Regions from separate parts of the Bos taurus genome. Here region 1 is linked to region 2. A link is a contact called in public Hi-C data. All regions are on one chromosome and are shown on one strand. The core of a region is the stretch at or near the end of the contact, and the rest is flanking DNA. Distances in the headings are between cores, read along the strand shown.

Evidence for each region. A called contact is a pair of places that touch in the nucleus more often than the background predicts.
Region 1: a contact with region 2 is called in a Hi-C map of skeletal muscle, with 4 times the contacts expected there. The contact joins the promoter of MORC3 here to the promoter of CBR3 in region 2. A contact is called at or near these places in 3 of 11 Hi-C or Micro-C datasets (blastocyst, liver and skeletal muscle).

What each region holds. Positions count from the first base shown.
Region 1 is chr1:148,602,112-148,607,250 of ARS-UCD2.0, reverse strand. MORC3 (MORC family CW-type zinc finger 3) reads right to left here and starts at 2,363. Exons shown (of 17, transcript XM_059889577.1): 1 at 1,396-2,363. LOC101903402 (collagen alpha-1(I) chain) reads left to right here and starts at 1,773. Exons shown (of 3, transcript XM_059889579.1): 1 at 1,773-2,492; 2 at 2,672-2,850; 3 at 3,864-4,779. The coding sequence starts at 1,773. The coding sequence ends at 2,306.
Region 2 is chr1:148,437,814-148,442,469 of ARS-UCD2.0, reverse strand. CBR3 (carbonyl reductase 3) reads right to left here and starts at 1,554. Exons shown (of 3, transcript NM_001075734.1): 1 at 1,112-1,554. The coding sequence starts at 1,400.

The DNA of each region.
Region 1 (5,139 bases), core at 1,114-3,613, 160 kb before region 2:
GATGGTACTGACCCTTATCTTTGCTCTCTTTGTCTTCTCAATCCTGAAGAGACAGAGACAGCAACTTGGGAGGGGCTGGGGAGTGGGGAAGAGAATCAAAGTACAGAAACAGCAAGGGAAAGAAAACAAAAACAAAAACAACCCAGTTCACTTTTCCTCACCAGTTTTCTGGACCAAAATTTGGCCCAATCTGAGGGAAGGAGCGGGCTTCAAACTGAAGAAGAGCTTCTCAAGTAATTTAACAATGCTAAAGTGCTTAGTCGCTCAGTCGTGTCCGGCTCTTTGCGATCCTATAGACCATAGCCCTCAGGCTACCTTATCCATGGGGATTCTCCAGGCAAGAATAACTGGAGTGGGTTGCCAAGCCCTCCTCCAGGGGCTCTTCCCAGCCCAGGGATCGAACCCAGGTCTCCAGCATTGCAGGTGGATTCTTTACCATCTGAGCCACGGGGGAAGCCCGGTGATTAAACAGTGAAAGTGCAGGTAAAGTCTCTCAGTCGTGTCGGACTCTTTGTCACCCCATGGACTGTAGTCTGCCAGGCTCCTCCGTCCATGCGATTTTCCAGGCAAGAATACTGGCTGCTGCTAAGTCACTTCAGAATACTGGAGTGGGTTGCCATTTCCTTCTCCAGGGGATCCTCCAGACCCAGGGATAGAACCCGGGTCTCCCACACTGCAGACAGACTCTTTACTGTCTGAGCCACCAGGGAAGCCCAGATTAAACAGTACCTGAGGCTAACTGGAAAGCAACAGGATATGCCCAGATTCACTCCGGTGAATTAGCAACAATGTCTAAGGCCAGCGGTAAGAAAGAATAAAATTGCTCTCTGTATTCCATCTACTAAATACAAGCTCATTCAATAAACCACTTAGGAACCAAGGAGCCTTTATTAAAGATATGTAAAGAATACTCATAAACCAATTTAAAAGTTCCCCTCAAAAGAAACAGAAAATAGAAAAATGGGCAAGGAATATGCAGGGCTGTTTTTTTTTTCTTTATACGAAGGTTTCTTTTAACCCAAAATCAAAAGGGTGAATGAAGTGTGACAAACTTTCAGCTTCTCAGTCAAATGTAAAGCAAAATTTCACACTCATCAGGAAAAAATGTTAAAAGTCAGAAGATAGGAGGGGTCTGTTAGGAATCTCGCCAAATGAAAGTCAAAAGGCAAAAATACCATTTTAAAGCAATGGTATTACCATTCGAATAATGAGACTGGCACAGCCAATCTCTGGCCTGAGCAAACACCCTGATGAGAAGAGGTATATTTTTGCATAACAAGGCCAACTTTTTCAGGAGAATCGGGTAGGGGTTCTCTGCCACACTCTTGAGGCAGAGAAATTTTCATTTATTGTGTGGCTGCCCCCTCCGGAAAAAAAACAAAAACAAAAACGCACAGGTATAAAACACGCTCAAGGATTTCCAAGAGGCCGAGAAGCTCCGGAACGAGACACCGCCAGGAGACGAGACGGGGCAAACCGGGAGAGCTCGGTGACCACCTAGGAGCGATCTGGATTCCCGATGGATGAAGTGGAGGGAAAAGTGAAGTCGCTCAGTCGTGTCCGACTCTTGGCGACCCCGTGGGCTGTACAGCCTACGAGGCTCCTCCGTCCATGGGATTTCCCAGGCGAGAGTACTGGACTGGGTTGCCATTCCCTTTCTCCAGGGGAATCTTCCCACCCAGGGATCGAACCCGGGCTTCCTGCATTGCGAGCGGACGCTCCGACCGTCTCAGCCACCCAGGGAAGCAGGAGGGAAGGCGGCAGGAATTGAAATGAATGAGGAAGACGAGTCCCAGCTCGCAGCACCCCGGGGCCAGCCGCCAGGACGTCAAGGCCGCGGGGCATTTCTGGCCGCCGACGGCCACTCCCCCCGCAGTCCGGGACGCTCCGGGGGCCCGCAGAGGCCGGGAACGGGTCAGGGGCCCCCGGGGGCCGAGGGGCGGGCTGGCCGCCGAGGCCTCGCCCTCGGACGACAGCTGCGGGGCAAACCGGGGGAGGGAGCCAAGGAGGAGGGGCCTCCCCGCCCCGAAGCCGCGGAGGCGAAACAGAAACCCAAACCCGAGGAAACGAAACGAGACGCGGCCCGGCCCTGCCCCGCCGCCGCCGCCGCCGCGCGTCTCAGCCGTCGGGTGCGAGATGGCCGCCGCCGCCTGCCCCGGCCCCGCCACGGCCCCAAGCCGCCGCGCCGGGCCGACGAGCCGCCCCCGCCCACCGCCGGCCTCTCCCCCCTCGCGCCTCGCTTGCCCGCCTGCCCGCCCTCCTGGGACATGGCCCGCTCCACCCCTCGCGGCTGCTCACCGCGCTGAGGCGGATCCCGCTGGGTGGCTGCGTCGCCATCTTGAGCGAGTTACAAAGCCAGGACCGGCCTCAGCCGCAATCAGACTGGGAGGTGGCTGCGGAGCGCCCGCCTATTTCCGGGGCGGGGCGCGTGTAGCTGACCCCGCCCCCCGACTTCCGCCTCCCGGCGCCTTGTAGTTGGGAGCTTAGGGCAGGTAAATTCCCCCGGGGGTTTAAGGAAGCCGGGACGGCTAGAGAGGTGGGTGGGCTTCAGGCTCCGGGCGGGGGCCCTGCAGAGTAAGGCGCATGCGTAAGGCTCAACCTGGTGACTGTAGTAACTGAACCTACAGGCTTTGCCAAACAGTAATCGGTATTTTGTTGTTCACTCGCTCAGTCGTATCCGACTCTTCACGACCCCATGGACTGCAGCACACCAGGCGTCCCTGTTCATCACCATCCCCTGGAGTTTGCTCAAACTCATGTCCATTGAGTCAGTGATGCCATCCAGCCATCTCATCCTCTGTCGTCCCCTTCTCCCGCCTTCAATCTTCTCCAACATCAGGATCTTTTCCAGTAAGTCGGCTCTTTGCATCAGGTGGCCAAAGGATTGGAGCTTCAGCTTCAGCATCAGTCCTTCCAATGAATAGTCAGGATTGATTTTCTTTGGGATTGACCGGTTTGATTTCCTTGCAGTCCAGGGGACTCAAACATCTTCAGCAGCACAGTTCTAAAGCATCAGTTCTTTGGTGCTCAGCCTCTCACATCCGTACCTGACTACTGGAAAAACCGTAGCTTTGACTAGACGGACCTTTGTAGGCGCAGTAACGTCTCTGTGTTTTAATATGTTGTCTAGGTTTGTCATAGCTTTTCTTCCAAGGAGCAAGCATCTTTTAATTTCTTGGCTGCAGTCACCATCCACAGTGATTTTAGAGCCCAAGAAAATAAAGTCTGTCACTGTTTCCCCATCTATTTGCCACGAAGTGATGGGATTGGATGCATGATCTTAGTTTTCTGAATGTTGAGTTTTAAGCCAGTTTTCTCACTTTCTTCTTTTCACCTTCATCAAGAGGCTCTTTAATTCCTCCTTGCTTTCTGCCATAAGGGTGGTGTCTTCTGCATATCTGAGGTTATATTTCTCCTGATTAATTGATATTAATCAGTATGGAGGCTGCAAATAATAAAGAGCTCTGTCTGGGGTCTTGGGGATTACAACTGGGGATACACAGGTTCTAGCAAAATAGAATGTTTGGGGAAGAGAAAGAGTCAGGGGGTTATAAAGGCAAAATCCACAAGTTTTGTTAAAGTTGTATTGCAGGAATTATGATTGACTTTGATAGTAAAAGAAAATATTCGTCCTTAAGGGATGGATTTGTCACCAGTTATTTAGGGTATGGGCCAGATAAGTGTCTTGAATTTCTGGAACCCTATGCAAATGTCCTGGATATCTTTGTTAGACGATAAGTGGTCAAAAGGTCAGATTCAGTCTGGGCAGAGACATAAGTCACTTCCTCAATGGCCTCTGGCTCCACTCTGGAGAGTTCTTTTAGCAGTACAAAACTGACTCTTTTTTGATTTTCCTTTTGCAGCTTGAGGTCCCCAAGTTTGAAGACAGGTGCCATGGGTGTTGGTGACCCAAAAAGGTGCACTTGAAGTGCTTGACTGGGCTGGACGTGAATTACACTGAAGAAAGCCGTCTCATGCCCGCCAGTGTCATCATGTTGTGAAACTTTAATGAGATGAGGTGACTCAGATGGTGAAGAATCTGCCTGCAAGACAGGAGACCTGGGTTCAAACCCTGGGTAGGGAAGATCCCCTGGAGAAGAGAATGGCAACACACTCCAGTATTCTCCCCTGGAGAATCCCATGGACGGAGAAGCCTGGTGGGCTACAGTCTATGGGGTCGCAAAGAGTTGGATATGACTGAGTGACTAACACTTAATGAGATGAAGACTTGTACTTTGGGGATTTGCCTAAAAAATTATCACCCTTCATCCTGATAAACAGAATCCTTTCTCATATGCAGTTTAGTCCTTTTGCTCCTGTACATGTATCTCTATTGACCTTGAGCTGGGTCCTGGGCTAATTAGTAGGATGTCGGACACGACTGAGCGTCTTCACTCTCACTTTTCACTTTGATGCATTGGAGAAGGAAATAGCAACCCACTCCAGTGTTCTTGCCTGGAGAATCCCAGGGACGGGGGCGCCTGGTGGGCTTCCATCTATGGGGTCGCACAGAGTCGGACACGACTGAAGTGACTTAGCAGCAGAAATGAATAAGTTGGGACTTCCTTGGTGGCCCAGGGGTTACGCCTCTGAGATTCCTCTGTAGGGGGAGATTCCTCTGTAGGGGGAGATTCCGCTGTAGGGGGCGGGAGTTCCATCCTGGGTGGGAAACTAAGATCCTGCTTGTCAAGCAGCCAAAGAAAAATGAAAGAAATTAATAAGTCAAGGGCTGTCAGATACTGCCCTTAAATAAAGAGTTAAAAGGTTTTTCTTAAAATATTCACTGCGTTTTTTAAAAAATACTTATTTGGCTATGCCAGGGTCTGTCTTGTGGCATGCGGGATCTTTAGTCACAGCATGTGGGATCTAGTTCCCTGACCGGGGATGAAACCCAGGCCTCTGCATTGGGATCGCAGAGTCCTAGCCACAGGACCACCAGGGAAGTCCTCATTGCATCTTTATAATTGTAAAGGAAATACATTTGCCTTGTAAAATTCAGATAATATGGAAATATAAAACAACACTTACCCTAATCCCTTTACGGGAACATATGAATTTGGTGTACATTACTCCATATTTACTATACGCTAAATACTATTTACAGTATGGAACTAGACCTTACATACTCCTCTGCAGCTC
Region 2 (4,656 bases), core at 305-2,804:
GCAGGTGTCCGTCTGAGGCTGGCCGTTCTGCGATTCCCGCAGTTCCCAGGGTCGCAGGTACTGCTGGTCGAGGGTCCAAACGCTGAGGGGCGAGGGTTGCCAGATGAGGTCAGTATGCCCCCCATGTGTTGTCCACCCATCCCTCAGCTGCGGGCTCCGAGGGGGTGTCCGCCAACTCCCCGCCTGAGCGCGCAGAAAACCCGGCAGACTGAGTTGCCCCAACGGGTGCCCCGGGCGGTCCAACGCCCAAGGCCGAGGGAAATGAAGACAGGCTTCACAATGCTTCGTTTTCCTCCGCTCGGCCTCTTAGAGTTCTCTTTCCCATTAGGTTGTAAGTGAGGCCGGCCTTTTATTTCTACCCGCAGCACAAGGCAGATCAATAACTTTCTTATTCGAGTCATGGAGCAAGTAATCTCCATCTCCCTGCCCCTCTCCAAAGAAAGATGCTACTTAAAACCACCCTTAAAAAAGAAAAACCCAGAACAAACCGTCTATGTTTGATAACAAGCCGAGCTTCCCTGGGGGTGGGAACCACACTCGCTTCCTTTTTGCCAGAGCCTATCAAAGCCCTGCGTTAAAGAGACCCAAGTCCACTAGCGTGCATATGCGCGCTAATCCGTGTCTCTGAGACTCACTTCCTGTCCCGAGCAGATGCCTCCTGGTGTCTATGAATGCGCCCTTTGAGGGAAAGCGAAAGCCCAAAGAGAGCTTGGAGACCCTTCGCAGAGCAAATGTTTCTGGCATTAGAAAGCTGATGAGCTTAGCAGGGCGTGGTCCCCTCCTCGGAGACCGACTCTCTTGCAAAACTCAGCAGCTGATGGTTCTGGGAGGGTCCCGGGTGGAGCACTGTGGCTCACAGGCCCGCACAGGCCGGCGGGCAGGCGGGGCACGCTGTGCCCGGCACCGCGGCTGCTCTCGAGCGAAACGAACCGCTCCCAAGACTCCGTGGGAAGCGAGAACCAGCCGTGGGAGGCGAGAGCTGAGCGCATCCCGAGGGGCGGGCGCTGCCTTTCCGATCACTCCAGTGGACTGGTGGGGGCGGGGGGCGCGTGCAATTCGTCGCGGGGCGCCCTCGGAGAGCCGGAGACCTCCCACCACCCCCTTCACCTACTCTTGAAGGCGATGCCCGCGTTGTTGACCAGCACGTTGAGCCCCCCGTACTCCTTGCGCAGGAAGTCGCGCAAGGCGCGGATGCTCTGCAGGTCGTCGATGTCCAGCTGGTGGAAACGGGGGCTCAGGCCCTCCGCCTGCAGCTGCTGCACGGCCGCCCGACCCCGCGCCTTGTCCCGCGCCGTGAGCACCACGTCCCCCGGGAACTCCCGGCACAGGTCGCGCGCGATGGCAAAGCCGATCCCCTTGTTGGCCCCGGTGACCAGCGCCACGCGGGTGTAGGACGACATGGCCGGTGTGGAGGGAGCGCGGGGCCCTTGGGTGGAGAGCGATCCGGGCCGTGGGCCACCTGCGGCGCGCGCTGCGGAGGCCGGTCCACAGTCTGAGAAGCCAGGAAGAACTGGGTTCTAGGCTCCAGCGCTGTGACTTGTAGAGAAAGAGGCTCCGGTCCTCGATCCCTCCCCTCCTGGGAGGGGCGGTCTGTTCCTGAATGTTTTGTAACGCCCCATTCCCGGGTCCGCCCCCTCCCCGCGAAGCGCCCACTGTTGATCCCGCCTCTGAGCCACAACTGAGCCAAGCAGTGGTCTACGGGGGTGGAGAGGGGGTTCCCCTAAAGCAGAACCCAGACAGTGGTGAGTCGAAAGGGTCTGAAGATTTACTGCAGTTTGAATGAAGAAACTAGCGCAGGAGAAACCCCAAAGGAGAAAAACAAGTGTTGACAGTTTTCTTGGGCGTGCGCCTGCCATCCTCTACGAAATGAGGATGCTTGCTTTTTTCTTGACTACAGTGAAATGATTTCGACACGGTACCTCCTTCTCAGGACCTCGATCCCGTTCCTTGCTTCAAAGAAACTCAAAAGAGGGAATGAGAGAAAAAAGGTCCCAAGAACAGATTTCCAGGTGTGGGCCGGGTACCCAGCTCTGTGGGATCCCAGTGCGCCCCCACGTGAGCAAGAGTGTTTATGAAACTCCCATTGTGTGTCAAGCGTCTTGCCGGAATGTTTTTATTCATCTTGCATAACTCCTGTGGGTGCCAAGTGTCTCCCCTGGAGAAAGAAATGGCAACCCACTCCAATATTCTTGCTAGGAAATCCCGCGGACAAAGGAGCCCGGCGGGCTACAGTCCTGTGGACTCTCAAAGAGTCGGACAAGGCTTAGCAACTAAATAAGTAGAATATACATTTGTGTGTGTGTGTATATATATATATATATATATTAATGGGAGAGGGCAATGGCACCCCACTCCAGTACTGTTGCCCGGAAAATCCCATGGATGGAGGAGCCTGATAGGCTGCAGTCCATGGGGTTGCTAAGAGTCAGACGAGACTGAGCGACTTCACTTTCGCTTTCCACTTTTATGCATTGGAGAAGGAAATGGCAACCCACTCCAGTGTTCTTGCCTGAAGAATCCCAGGGACGGTGAGGCCTGGTAGGCTGCAGTCCTTGGGGTCGCACAGAGTCGGACACGACTGAAGCGACTTAGCAGCAGCAGCATATATATTAATATAGATATATATATATAATTTCTCCCAGTGAAATCTCTGTGCCCACAAAATTTAACTGAAAATGAATCCCTAAAGATGTGTCACAGTGTGGACAAGCAATTAGAACTCTTCAACCCACTCTTTTTAGTGTGATCTGAGTGCGTTTGATTGGTGACTTTCAGGTTTATGGAGAGCAGTGATTTCATGACTGAGCTTTTCCCAAGCACAGCTTGGCTCAGCTACCCAAGCCTGTCACCTTGACAGCACTTTCTTCATCAAATCAACAAGTGAGGTCAGAAGGTGGGCACCTGCTGTGGCTCAGCAATTATTTTCATTTTCCCCTAAAGATTATTTGGATCTCTCTTTTCAAAAGGTAGGGCTACTCAGGTTTTCTACTTCTTCTTGAGAGCTTAATTCATGTTTTCCAAAACGTTTGTATATTTTATCTAGGTTATTGATTCTGTCATGAAGTCATTCATAATATGCCTTTATTAATCTTGTAATATCCATAGAAATGCCACTTCTCTCACTCCTGATATTGGCAGTTTCTGTCTTTCGTATTTTTTTTTCCTGATCTATCTGGTTAGAACTATTCATTTACTTAAGGAAGAAGCTTTTGATTTTATTGATTTTTTCTCTATTTTTTCTGGTTATGTTTCTTTTCTAATGTCTATTTCTTCTCTTCTCATTTGGGGTTTTATTGGCTCGTTTTCCTAGTTGGTTTGTGTTGTGCTTCTTTTTGTTTGTTTTGGTTTTTGAGTTTTAACTATGGAAGCTGAGATCATGGATTTGAAATCTTTCTTCTTTTATAATATAGACATTAAGGGTTATTAATTTCCCTTTTAATACTATGTTAGTGCCATCCCATAAACACAGATACATTGTGCTTTCACTTTCAACCAGTTTAAAATAATTCTAGAGTTCCCTGGCAGTCCAGTGGTTAGGACTCTGTGCTTTCACTACCAAGGGCCCAGGTTCAATCCCTGGTTGGGGAACTAAGATTCCATAAACTATGCAGTGCAGCCAAAAAAATAAAAATAAAATAGGTAACTTCTAATTTACTTTTTGATATATTCTTTGACCAAGGGTATTTAGAAGTATTTTTTTTTAAGCTTCCAACTACTTGGGGATTTTCCAGATACCTTGCTGTTACTGATTTCTTAATTCTGTTGTAGATGGAGAACATGTTTTGTATGACTTGAATTCTTTTAAAGGAGTTTTTTTTAAGCTAGGAGAGAGAGAGAAAAGCATTTTTATGCAATAGGAATTATCTCGAAAATAGGTAAAAATAGGTGACGGAGACAAAGCGAATAATTCAAGAACAAACTGTGTGGGAAGGTGAGTGCAGATGGGTCCTAGGGCTCAGACGGGGACTTGGCCTTGGAATCAGGACACCTCCTGTGACAGGGAAGGCCGTGTGTGTGGGTCTAGTTGTAGGATGTTGGGTGGCTCTCCTGGGGGCACTATTTTCCCTTTGAAGGATGAACGATTTGAGGTCGTTAACAAGCAAAATTCTTTGGGGAGACTTGAGGGAAGTGTAGCCATCTTGCAGAACAGGAAAGTAAATTTATTAGGGAATTAGGCAGCGTTGGTGAGCAGAGTTGGGGGCCCATTTGAGACCTGCAGTCAAGACAGCCCAACCAGCCCCTTCCAATTTCCTCCCAGCATCATCCACCCACTAGTGCAGCTGCAAAGTTGGAGAGTGGTGTTTCGTCAGGCCCACATAACACAGGGAGAGATGTTTGCAAGGCAAGAAGCATAGTGTAGGGCTATGGCCTCCGAGGACAGAGGAGAGGACACCAGAGGTTTGGAGACTCTGGTGAAGAACAGTAGGGCTGACGGAACAGAGGCCTCTGAGGACAGGACCTCCCTGGAGGCAAGCTTGTAGCCTGGAGCCAAGTTGGGTCCTGGGGGTCAGCGTGGGGTGCTTTGAGATCGAGATCTCAGGGGCTGTACAGATGAACCAGGTGAAGAGGGCACAGGGACTTGTGTTGGTGTTTAGAAGTCAAGGAACTGAGAAGCCAGATACTGGATGGAACCGTCACATGTCTACTGAGCTCCTC